Linked DNA regions of Capra hircus: region 1 is linked to region 2. Evidence: chromatin contacts called from public Hi-C data. All regions are on one chromosome and are shown on one strand. Each heading gives the region's core, a stretch centred on a gene start, on an enhancer-like site or on the middle of the called end of the contact. The rest is flanking DNA. Distances are from core to core; before and after follow the strand shown. Region 1 overlaps MAP4K4 (mitogen-activated protein kinase kinase kinase kinase 4). Region 2 has its middle 25 kb from the start of CREG2.

Region 1 (6,322 bases), core at 277-2,776, 350 kb before region 2:
AATAGGTATGCAATAAATTTCTGCTGAATGAATGAGTTATTCAGTCTTTAAAAATGTGATTGAGAGAATGAGTTCAGTCCTTTCCAGTTCCTTCATGCTTTAAGAGTTCTTTCTGTCCACCTGAAACTATCACAACGTTATTAACTGGCTACACTCCAATATAAAATAAAAAGTTAAAAAAAATAAATGAATAAGACAGATAATGACAAGAACCTACTGTATAGCAGAGGGAAACTTTGTGTAATACTGTGTAATAACCTAAATGGGGAAAGAATTTGACAAGGAAGGTGTATGTATATGAATAACTGAATCACTGTACACTTGAAACTAACCATACTCCAGTACAAAATTAAATATTAAAAAAAAACTGGAAAAGAGAGAATCAGTTCTACTGTCTTCTACTTGTACTCAGAACTTACTATTTTTGCTCAATCCAACAAATATTTATGTGTCAACAATTTACATTTGTTTATGCTGGGCTCTGTAAGACATACACATAGGAAACAGTGTATGTATATTCAATAGCAGGTGTATAATCAAATTGTGAGGAAGAAAAAAGAACTGAGACAGTGGAGTGGTTCCAATATCAAGAAAAAGGAGGATATTTAACCATCCCAAGAAAAGCCACCGTTCCAGAAGGACAAGGCAGCAGAGTCCAAGCAGGACAGTGAATTGCTTTCTGATGTTGCAATGAAAAGTGGAAAAAGAGTTAAAAGAACCAGGTCAGGTTCAAGGCAGAGAAGGGCCCTCAGTCACTTGAAGAAGCTGTGGCCTTGTTCAAGGAGGTTAAGGAGGAATGCACAGGACTCTACACAGCGGCAGAGGAACGCTACAGCACACGGATTCCCAAACCTCGGGACCCAGGAGGATCATTTGGGGAGTTTATTAAAAATACAAATGCCTGGGTCACTCCTCAGACCTTCACCCTGGAGAGCTTGAGGATGGAGCCCTAAGATAAAGAATTCCAAAGGGCTTCTCATGGGCCATGTACAGATTAACATCAGAGAACCGGTCAGCTACGATATAGTCTTTAAACACAACTGTCAGCTTCTGCTGAGAATTTGCTGATCATTTTTCAAAGGCCACTTCTGCCTAAGTGGTTGTGGAAATTCACAACCTGTGGACAGGAAGACCGCATCCGTAAAGGAAGAAAGCCTTCACATCTGTGACCCTCTCGACCCTTCGGAACACCCGGGTAAGCTGAGGCAGTGATGTGAACTGCTGAGAATGCATCTGATGCAGCTTAGCTCGAGGCAGTCTGGTGAAAGAGCCCAGGGAGACTGCACTGTTACCTACACGCGTCTCTCTATCTCACCGTGCTGTACACACAGCAGTTGATCCACGCCTGCAAGTCATGGGCGGAATAACTGACTGACTTACAAACTGTGAAAATACCCTGAAGATGGCACATAAACTCCCTTCAGTAAAATCTGAGAAAAAAGCCAAGAGAAAAGGAGTGCTGTTCAGTTTAGCATGAGCCGGATCAAGTGTCACCCAGCCCCACAGCTGACTCCCTAGTGACACCTACTGTTCACACGTGGCCGCACATGGTTGTCACGTTTTAATTCAGGAGACCAACTGGGGCTCAGTCGTTGCCTTAAAGAACCTCTCCAAACTGGTAAGTGGAACCAGACAACCTCGGTTCCCTGGAGCTGAATGTGGTGAAAGAAAGGATGAAAGGAGAAGGAATTCTCGCCAGCAGGTGAGGGGGGAAGACGGGAAGACAGAGGAGAAACAAGGGTGAAAATACATGTGCGTGTCTACACCGGTGGACCAGAGGGACTCTGGAACAGGGCACCCCAAGCCCCAGATCCGTCCCAGTCCACGGCCCGTTAAGAACCAGCCACACAGCGAGAGGTGAGCGGCGGGCAGGGGGGTGAGGCCTCCCCTGCGTTTGCTGCCACTCCTCATCGCTCGCTCTATCACCCGAGCTCTGTCCCCTGGCAGCTCAGCCACAGCGTGAGATTCTCAGAGGAGCTCGCATCCTCAATGTAATGCTCTTGAATCACCCCAAAACCTTCCCCCCAACCCCAGTCAGTGGAAAAACTGTCTTCCATGAAGCCGGTCCCTGGTGCCCAACAGGTTGGGGACCGCTGCTCCAGGACATCAGAGGACGCACCCCCAAGAAGCGCAAACCTCAGCTGCTGAAGTGCACGTGTTGGCCACTCAGCCGTGTCCGGCTCCTTGCGACCCCACGCACTGCAGCCCACCAGGCTCCTCCATCCAGGGAATTCTCCAGACGAGAATGCTGGAGGGGGTTGCCATTCCCCTCTCCAGGGGATCTTCCTGACCCAGGGATGGAACCCGGGTCTCCTGCACTGCAGGTAGATTCTTTACTGTCTGAGCCACCAGGGAAGCCCATTACACTGAGAGGTATATTTAAATATTAAAATAGAACCTTTTTTAAAATATTGCATTGGTGTTCATAGAGTCACTTGGTGCTATTTTATCGTTCAAGGACAATGGATCAAGGGGAAAAAAAAACATTAAAAACTAAAGCAATACACTTTGTAACACTGACTCTTGAGTTCTTTGGCAGTCAGAACGGCCAGGATTCTGTCCTGAGGTCAAACTAAAACGGAAGACTGTTTTTCGAAAGGAACAGAATGACAACCACAAAGCACGTGTATCTTACCATTTTTTGGACTTCAGCCGGGGAGGAGGATTTCGGGGGATGAGAAACAGGGCTCTCATGGGATGCATGTCACAGAGAGCTGGGGAGAGGAGAGGGCGCGTCAGTTAGGCACTCAGCTCCCTCGGTCTCCAATTCCGGGACCCACTCAGGACTCTACACGCTCTGCCTGTTGTCTGCACATCTAGTTACGCAGCCGAGAACATACCCTGAACCCCCCACCGAAGCACAGCAAAACACGAGGAGGACAAGAGCAACGAGAAGAACAGACCATTTGGAATAGACACTGGAAAGCGTTCATAAATCAAAGATAAATACTGATTCAAAGTCCTAAAGGAGTTGACAGCTTAAGTCATCTATCGGATGACAACGAAAATATCTTTATTTTCATAGGACTGTCGTGAGGATTAAATGAGACACAGCTGTAAAGGCCTTCTCCACACAATGCCTGAACTCAGGAGCACTAGCAGGCATGTTCAATGCTTACTGTCAGAGTGAGTGTTCCTGAAATCAGGGAGTGAGTGGGACTGTTTAATTTTGTTTGATGACTATTTACCCTCTGATCACTGGCCCAGTGAAGGCGTGAGAGGTGCACTTGGACACACGAGTATGTCACAACACGTATTTCCGTGTGTTTATTTACCTTCACAAGCACCTTACAAGACAGCTGGGAGATAGGGCCAAAGAAAAGGAGGGTGCTGTCCCCGCTGCGAAAGGGAACTGGACAAAGCATCTGGCAGCCCTGCCCCGTCTCAGGCCCTCGGGGGACATGATGGAACACAGGGTGATCGGCACAGACAGCCACTTCTGCAGTGCAACCAACCCCCAGCTGGGGGCAACCTGATATCATTCATTCAACAAGTATTTGGTCAGCAGCAACTATGTACCAAATGTTATATATTCAAGGGGGGCCAGCAGAAAATAATAGGTTTCTTTCTTTCCCTTTGCTCTCTGCAATTCTACTCTATTCCTCATTAAAAATAAATTTTACGAAGTTGTCACTGATTTAAACCAAAGTGGAAGCAAAATTTCACAGGTAATACCAAAAAAATAAATAAATAAATTCCATGGATAAAAGGTTGTGCCTCTCTTTTTAAAGTTAAAACATAAGTAAAATGGAAATTTCCTGTGTTAGGACCAGTTTCACTGAATACTAAGTTCAAACTGTAAAAAGAAAAATTATTGCCTATTATGTGTGTGTGTGCACGCTTAGTCCTGTCCAACTTTTGCAAGCCCATGGACTGAGTCTACCAGGCTCCTCTGTCCATGGGATTTCTCCAGGCAAAAATACTGGAGTGGGCTGTCATTATCTGATGTCAGAATAAATCCAGGTCACACATCTAATTACAACTTAACAGGTAACGCAGCCCATGAACCTCAGGGAGACCTTCAGAAGGACTGATGTGTGCCAAGAACTCCTCTCACATCTAAACCTCCACTGTATTTATGACGCCTTCATCTGAACACCCCACCAGAACAACTCCATCCATGAAGCCACTATTTCTGAAGCCACGAGACCAGGTTTATGTTGCACAGAACTGGGCTAACAAGGAAGGCAGGCTACTTACGGGGAGCGCCTTCAGCCATCTCAATGGCAGTGATGCCACAGGACCAGAGGTCACTCTGCAGAACAAAGCAGATGTTAGGGCACCATCCTCACTGTGAGGCCAGGGACTCACCACCACTGGGCAGTCACACAAACCACAGAAATGCATTCTTTGGGGGTACAAACCAAAAGGAAGTCTGCCACGAAACTACAAGCACAAACACATCTGGAAGAACATCTTCCAAGTAAATAAATGATCAGCTCATAAAGTTCAGTCAACTCATGAAGAGGGTGATGGAAAAGCTATACAATCTGCCTTGTATTGTACAGCTTTGTAAAAAGTTATGCAATAATGATAACGATGATCATTAATTAGAACCAGCTGCCGTACCTATGATCCAACTCTCAGCCAGAGTCTGACGATCAGGATCAAGAAGTGCATTATTGATACACGTCTCTAGAGGTCACTCTCAGAGCTTAAACACATTTGTGACGAAAGCAAAGGCGCACAGCTCTTTAGCAAGACTCTGAAATTTCACAAGGTGCTTGCTATGTAATCTGACAATATTTCTGAAATAATAAATACCTGATGCTCTTCAAATTAAAAAGAACAGTAAACAGAACAGAAGCGCTGAACTGACTCGGGACAAAAAAATTTCTGAGACTGACAGTGACCCCTCCCGCCTTGAAAGCAGCACCTGACTTAGAACAGAGCTGATGCAGAAATGGACTACACACACACACACACACACACACACACAGCCTCAACATACTGTCCCAGCAGATGTGCCCTACAGCAGGAGTCCACGCGGTGCTCGCTGGAGCAGCGAGGGGGAGGACTGGCAAAGCCCACGAGGCCAGGCTGGTGGCACCTTACCCTGTAATCGTAGGTGGCATCAGGGTTCTCGTCACAGGCGATGACCTCGGGGGCCATCCAGTATGGGGTGCCTATGAACGTGTTCCTCCTCCCCACGGTCCTGTCCAGCTGGGCACTCACTCCGAAGTCCACTGCAGTCGGAGGAAGGAAGGAAAGGGGACCACAGTGAGCAAACCAGTAAACAACAGGACGCAGACACAGAGAGGAGCAGGGTCTTCAGAGTAAACCATACACCACCACGGCGTGGATGCGCGACCCCCCAGCAACACAGATAAGGAGCGCCCCCTCCAGAGCCAAGTCACCATAGCGCCAAGATGCTCGACCAGCCTGGGGGTTTCCCCGGGGGCCTGTACCCACCGCGTCCCTGAGTTTCCCACTGGGACCACCAGAGGGACTGCTGGGGGAGTCTGGGGCACGGATGAAGTGGGCCTGGAGCCACGCTCAGAGGTAAGCCTGGCTCCCACTTCTCCAAAAAGGACGGAAGGGGAAACGAGGGTGATGCCAACAGAGGACCGCTCCCCGGCGGGCATCAGATCACACTCACCCAGCTTCACCTCTGCGTTCTCGGTCAGCAGCACATTCTGGCCCTTGATATCGCGGTGGATCACGTGATGGATGTGGAGATGGGCCAGGCCCTGCAGGCAAGACACAGAGAGATTTAGTTCTCTGATGCTGTCAGTGAACAGTCCAGAATGCACTCCTTATAATATTCCATGCTTCGGGGGTTAAGAATTCACCTTCCAATGCAGGAGACACGGAATGGATCCCTGGTCAGGGAATCAAGATCCCACATATCACTTAGTGTGGCCAAAAGATTAAAAAAAAGAAAGAAAAAAAACAAAACAAAACCCATTCTCTGGTTCTTCCCTGGTGGTCCAGTGGTTAAGAATCCACCTTCCAATGCAGGGGGATGCAGGTTCTATCCCTGGCTGGGGAGCTAACATCCCCATACTGTGGGGCAACTAAGTCTGCGTGCCACGCCTAAGACCCGGAGCAGACAAACAAACAAATAAATAAAGTGTGCACAGAATTCAGCTTCAGTGCGTGTCCAGCAGGGTATTACCAGTGACACCAGAGAGACGCAGCCCAGTCCCGAGGGGCCAGGGCCGGGCTGCGGGTGGCACTGCCACTCTAGCTTTCCCTGAAGGCACGTGTGCAGGGGCCATCCGCAGTGTCTCTCCCGCCACGCGTGCTGTTTCTGTACAGGATGGCTCTTTTCCCACGCTGCACGCCTACTGTGCAGTGGGTGAGCCTGGGGGGAGATGTG
Region 2 (6,231 bases), core at 3,013-5,512:
AGTCTAGGTCAAAAGAAGACACATGCCTGCAAGCATGATCGATCCTGCAGCTTTCACAGACCACCCCTGACACTCGGGCTTCTCAGAGGTGCTCTTGTCTTAGAGACAAAGCAGAGCGCGACCAGCAGCCCAAGTGACCCAGGACTGAGGGGTGCCCGGGACACAGGACTTTCAGTGGCAGTCAGAAAACTCAGGGCAGACGAAGATGGATTAAGTCAGAAAACTCAGGGCCAACCAAGGTGGATTGGTCACCCTACCTCCACTGCATCTCACACTCCGGGTCCTGAGCAGGTCATTCCCAGGACCGGCCAACCTTGGAAAATGCATTCGGACATCCAGGCACGTCCTCCAACCTCTCCACCCTCCTCCCAGCCCTCTCTGCTGCTGGAGCCCCGAGCCTCTTCTCTGACACCATCTGACTCGCTTGCCCAAGCAGGTGTCTGAGAACTCGGTGGGATTACAGTGGAGAAGGCGGCGCGGCCCCCAGGAGGCTTGTGTTCTGTAAAGGATAGGTGAACAAGCAGGTTTTGAAGTCAGGTGATACGGTAATGTCTGTGGACTCGGCTCCATCATGTTAGCCAGTATCCTCAGCATCCCCACTGTTTTCTTTGGGAACCACACAGCAGACCCTGTCCTGGATAAATTCCGTGACCATCTTTGCAGCTTCACTTGTAACAGAGAAATGCCACAGCCACCAGGAGCGGTCTCAGCTTAAATCAGGGCTCCTCATCCTTGCCCAGCCCTCCGGCTGCCCAGGGACCCCGACGTGGTTCTCCCTGAAGCTCTCCCTGGCTCTCATAGGCAGCTGTCTCCAGGGCCGTCCACAGTCGTCAGCCCCTGGGAGCCCATCCCCTCAACCGCCTCACTCTCAGCGGAAAAAGAAAAGAGTGCTTCCCGGAGAACCACCAAATAAACATAACCTCGATCACAGAATTGTCTCTTCCTCTGTTGCTCCCCATCTCTGAACACTCTCTGCAGCTGGGTGAGTTTTCTGGATGCAAGTGTGAGCAAGGCCAGGTTTATGGGGGATAGTAGCAGTGCTATGGAGGAGGGTCAGACAAGGGGGAGTTTAGAGTGTCTTTAAGAGTAGGGACTTGAAGGGGTAAACTCAGGGGCTTCCCTGCTGGCTCCGCGGTAAAGGATCCGCCAATGCAGTGGACACAGGGTTAGAGATGAAGGCGTCGTATGTCTCATTATTTTCATGCGCGTGTTGGTCATCTGCCCCCGGGTCAGCCTCCTGGGTGAGGCTGTGAGCCACTCCAGGGGCTGATTAACACGCCAGCCGTTTGTGGCTCATGGTTAAGTGCTTGGCAGGTGGTAAATGATCTGTGGGCTGTGGGCCTGAGCCCCTACCTTTCAGTCACACGTATTCTTTCCTCCCCCCTCCCCCCCCCCCCCCAGCTCTGGCTCTCCTCCTAGCCTGTGTGTCCTCACGGAGGTCGTCCATCCTGACCTTTTCCAGATGGGCCTCTGACCCACCCTCGCAGAGCTTCTGACAAAGCAGTTAGTCCCAACAGCTGCGCAAAGAACCGTCGCGCCCCCTGGTGGCTAGATCGGGAAACTTCCCCTTGTTTAGACCAGACTCCTGGCGGAGGAAGAACCTAGAATGTATATAGTCCAGGCCAATTTCCAGAGGCACCAGCCATGCACACCGAGTGCTCTGCACTCACTTGGAAAATACAGTGTTTTCCTGCATGTGATGGCAGGACAAACTCAAATACTTTGACATTTGGATAGTGATATTTTCATTGATAATTAATTATTAATTACCTGGCGGCTCAGAAGGTAAAGAATCCACCTGCAAGGCAACAGACCTGGGTTCGATCCCTGGTTTGGGAAGATCCCCTGGACAAGGAAATGGCAACCCACTCCAGTGTTCTGGCCTGGAGAATCCCATGGACGGAGGAGCCTGGTGGTCTATAGTCCCTGGGGTCCCAAAGAGTCAGACATGACTGAGTGACTAACACTTTCACTTTTAAATTATTTATTTATATTTTAGTCATTTATAAATAATTAGCTAACTGCAGCGGAGAAGGCAATGGCACCCCACTCCAGTACTCTTGCCTGCAAAATCCCATGGACAGAGGAGCCTGGTGGGCTGCAGTCCATGGGGTCACTAAGAGTCAGACACGACTGAGTGACTTCACTTTCACTTTTCACTTTCATGCATTGGAGAAGGCAATGGCACCCCACTCCAGTACTCTTGCCTGGAGAATCCCAGGGATGGGGGAGCCTGGTGGGCTGCCGTCTATGGGGTTGCACAGAGTCGGACACGACTCTAACAGCAGCTAACTGCAGCAGTTACTATAATTTAACTCATCCTGTGAGCTGGGTATTTTATATACTTTTTAAGAAATCTCTTTTAGTTTCTACATCCACCCTGCAAGGAAAAAAACTTCAGTTTTCTGTGTGGGAAATCTGTTCAGTAAGCAGTTCTCAGACCAGCGTTCCTGGGAACTAGGACCAGGTAGGAGGCCCAGTGAGTACTAAACCCAGGACCATCTGAGGACTGACACCAGCCTCCTCTCCCTCTTCTCAAGGCTTGGGTGGGCGGGGAGGGGATTGGAGGAGAGCCAGGTGGATCTCCGTAGTTCTTCTTCTCTGCCTTCTTTCCCTGGCCCCAGGCGAGTGGCTGTTCCGGGTGTGCCCTCAGGCTCAGGGAGGGGCAGGTGCAAAGACAGTGGAGAAGTTACTAAGTGCTCTGTTAGCTCTTCACAAGCTGGACCTGGTTTAGTAGCCTACCAACCGTGGGATGTAGAGAATTCTTTCTAATTGCCAAGTGAGAAAACCTGAACAGAGCCCAACTAGTAAATGGTGATGAAAAAAGAAATCATTAACAGGACTTTCCTGGTGGCCCAGTGGTTAAGAATCCACCTGCCAATGCAGGGGACACGGATTTGATCCCCAATCCAGGAAGATTCCAGAGAAGGCAATGGCAAGCCACTCCAGTACTCTTGCCTGGAAAATCCCATGGACAGAGGAGCCTGGTGGGCTGCAGTCCATGGGGTCGCTACGAGTCAGACACGACTAAACGACTTCACCTTCACTTTTCACCTTCACGCATTGGAGAAGGAAATGGCAACCCACTCCAGTGTTCCTGCCTAGAGAATCCCAGGGATGGGGGAGCCTGGTGGGCTGCCGTCTATGGGGTCGCACAGAGTCAGACACAATTGAAGTGACTTAGCAGCAGCAGCATCCAGGAAGATTCCACGTGTCATGGAGCAACTACACCAGTATGCCACAACTCCCAAGCCCGGGAGGCACAGCTGCTGAAGCCTGAGCACCGAGAGCCTGTGCTCCACAACAGAAGCCAACACAGTGAGAAGGTCTCACACCACAACGAAGAGTAGCCCTCTGCTCTCCACAACTAGGAAAAGCCCGAGCAAAGCAAAGACCCAGTGCAGCCAAAAAAATAATACAAAAACAGAGAGAGAAACCAAAAAAACGTTATAAGAAATGCCTAAACAGAAACTCTTATGGTAAAAAGCGAAGAAGTAAAGACCCTCTTGATGAAAGTGAAAGAGGAGGGTGAAAAAGTTGGCTTAAAACTCAAAATTCAGAAAACTAAGATCGTGGCATCTGGTCCCATCACTTCATGGCAGATAGATGGGGAAAGAATAGAAACAGTGACAGACTTTATTTGGGGGCTCCAATCACTGCAGATGGTGACTGCGCCTTTGAAATTAAAAGATGCTTGCTCCTTGGAAGAAAAGCTATGAGCAACCTAGACAGCATGTTTAACAGCAGAGACGTTACTTTGCCAACAAAGGTCCATCTAGTCAAAGCTATGGTTTTTCCAGTAGTCATGTATGGATGTGAGAGTTGGACTATAAAGAAAGCTGAGCACCAAAGAATTGATACTTTTGAACTGTGGTGTTGGAGAGGACTCTTGAGAGTCCCTTGGGCTGCAAGGAGATCTAGCCAGTCAGTCCTAAAGGAAATGAACCCTGATTATTCATTGGAAGGACTGATGGCTGAAGCTGAAACTCCAATACTTTGACCACCTGATTCGAAGAACTGACTCTTTGGAAAAGACTCTGATGCTGGGAAAGATTGAGGGCAGGAGGAGAAGGGGACAACAGAGGATGAGATGGTTGGATGGCATCACCGACTTACTGGACGTAAATTTGAGTAAGCTCCGGAAGTTGTGGATGGACAGGGAAGCCTGACGGTGGTGCAGGTCATGGGGCACGCAAACAGTCAGACCCAATTCTGCGACTGAACGGAAACAGAAACCTCAATTATGTAGAGCCAGGTGACCAGAAGAGGGCGCTCTCACGCTGCGGGAAGAAGCTGCCCTACAGGATAGGAGAAAGTCTTCTCTGAGTACAGCTGAGCCAATGGAAATCCATGGGCTCTTTGCTTACTCTAGCCCTCCGCGCTTCCTTTTCCCACTCCAAAAGAGTTCTTCCTTTGCTGTGCAGGGACTTGCACTGGCTCCCCAGGGTCGCAGACCCCAGACTATGTTTCTCTGCTGATCCCTGTGCGTGCTCAGTCATGGCCGACTCTTTGGGACTCCATGGACTGTAGCCAAACAGACTCCGGTGTCCATGGGATTTCCCAGGCAAGGCTACTGGAGTGAGTTGCCACTTAATCCGTTTTTTCATTTTTATTTTTGGCTGGAGAAATAGCTGACCTTTGTTTAGGTCAGCAGTGGCACCCATGTGAGCCCAGACCTTCAAGTCCATGCTCTGAACCACCACCCAAGAGGCTTCCTCAGGCTTCTTTGTGTCTTTTCCAGTATCAAATTGTGATTCACATTTTAATTTTGATTCAATAATACTTCCAAGAACAGTAACTCAAGTGTGGACTCACAGCCTCCAGCCAGGCAGTAGGAGCTTTTGCCATCTTCCCGGCCCCCCACTCCACCTTCCCAACCTCCCACTTCCTCAGATCTTCCAGCTTCTTCTTGACCAAGTCCCTGCATTAAACCCCTCTTTACTTGAAATACCTGGAGTGATTGCTGCCTGACCTGCCTTTCAACATAAAAGAAACGTTTGTGCCATTGATCTCTGAGTTTCTCATGCAAGAAAAAAGCCTTTGTTCTGTCGTGACTGTGTCTGACATTTCCTAATTTATCATATAATATTCTAATAAACCTTTGTTCTGAACTTATATGAATGCCACTGTTTATAGGCAGTTTAAAAGGATTTTGTAGTTGACCTAAAAAAAGTTCCCAAAAGTGTCTGGAAATAATAAAACAGGGATTTTTGTTTATTTGTTTTTTTAACATAGCAGGGTTTTTGTCTTTTGTTTGTCTTTTAAATGTATGTAATTTCTTAGATGGCAAAGGACAGGGAAGGCTGGCATGCTGCAGTTCATGGTGTTGCAAAGAGTCAGACACTGTTTAGCCACTCAACAACAAATTTCTTTTTTTAGATATTTTTTTAATGTGAAGTGAAGTGAAGTCACTCAGTTGTGACCCCTTGGACAGTAGCCTGCACCAAGCTCCTCTGTCCATGGGATTTTCTAGGCAAGAGTACTGGAGTAGGTTGCCATTTCCTTCTCCAGGGAATCTTCCCAACCCAGGGATCGAACCCAGGTCTCCCGCATTGTAGACAGATGCTTTACCACCTGAGCCACCAGGGAAGTGGATCATTTACAAAATCTTTTGTTGAATTTGTTACAATATTGTTTTTGTTTTTATGTTTCAGTTTTTGGGCCATGAGGCATGTGGGATCTCAGCTCCCAGAGCAGCTATTGAACCTGCACCTCCTGCATTAAAGGGTGGTCCTAAGCACTGGATCACCAGGGAAGTCCCTAGAAGTTATTTTTAAATAAAAATTGTACTCATGGTATCCTTCTGGAGTGTAGCTGGTGATTTTTAAATTTTTGAATGAAGACTCAATTCTCTCTCCAGACACTATACTGAGAAAGGAAAACTGCCCTGTCCTTGCCCTGAATCTGACTGGCACACTAGACATAGGGTCAGTTGCAAACTTAACTGGCCACGTTTCTCCCAAGATCATGCTACAAATGAAAAATGTCATAACCAACCCCTTTTTGAGTGACTTCTGATTTCTCAGTGAGAAATCATGTTCTAAATTCAGCAGCTGTCAGAACCTTTGATGTTTGAAGTCTAATCAGTAATGTTACCACAAAATTGGGCTCACTTCTTGGTGAGTGTCAGGCCAAAAGGCACAACGAAGCCACAGATTGTTATGCCCAAGTCGCGAAATCTCCCAATGACCACCAGGGAGCCGATATCCGATGCAAAAGCAAGAGGGTTTT

Evidence for each region. A called contact is a pair of places that touch in the nucleus more often than the background predicts.
Region 1: a contact with region 2 is called in a Hi-C map of blood, with 4 times the contacts expected there. The contact joins two enhancer-like sites. A contact is called at or near these places in 3 of 5 Hi-C or Micro-C datasets (blood and liver).

The regions. Positions count from the first base shown.
Region 1 is chr11:6,501,010-6,507,331 of ARS1.2, reverse strand. MAP4K4 (mitogen-activated protein kinase kinase kinase kinase 4) reads right to left here. Exons shown (of 30, transcript XM_018054957.1): 6 at 5,600-5,690; 7 at 5,056-5,186; 8 at 4,201-4,255; 9 at 2,636-2,714. Among named protein-coding and RNA genes, the nearest start is that of MAP4K4, 100 kb to the right of the region's middle. Within about 2 kb of position 1,526, at least 4 of the 5 cell types and tissues checked have an H3K27ac peak or open chromatin away from gene starts, as enhancers often do.
Region 2 is chr11:6,157,867-6,164,097 of ARS1.2, reverse strand. No RefSeq gene overlaps it. Among named protein-coding and RNA genes, the nearest start is that of CREG2, 25 kb to the left of the region's middle. Within about 2 kb of position 4,262, at least 1 of the 5 cell types and tissues checked has an H3K27ac peak or open chromatin away from gene starts, as enhancers often do.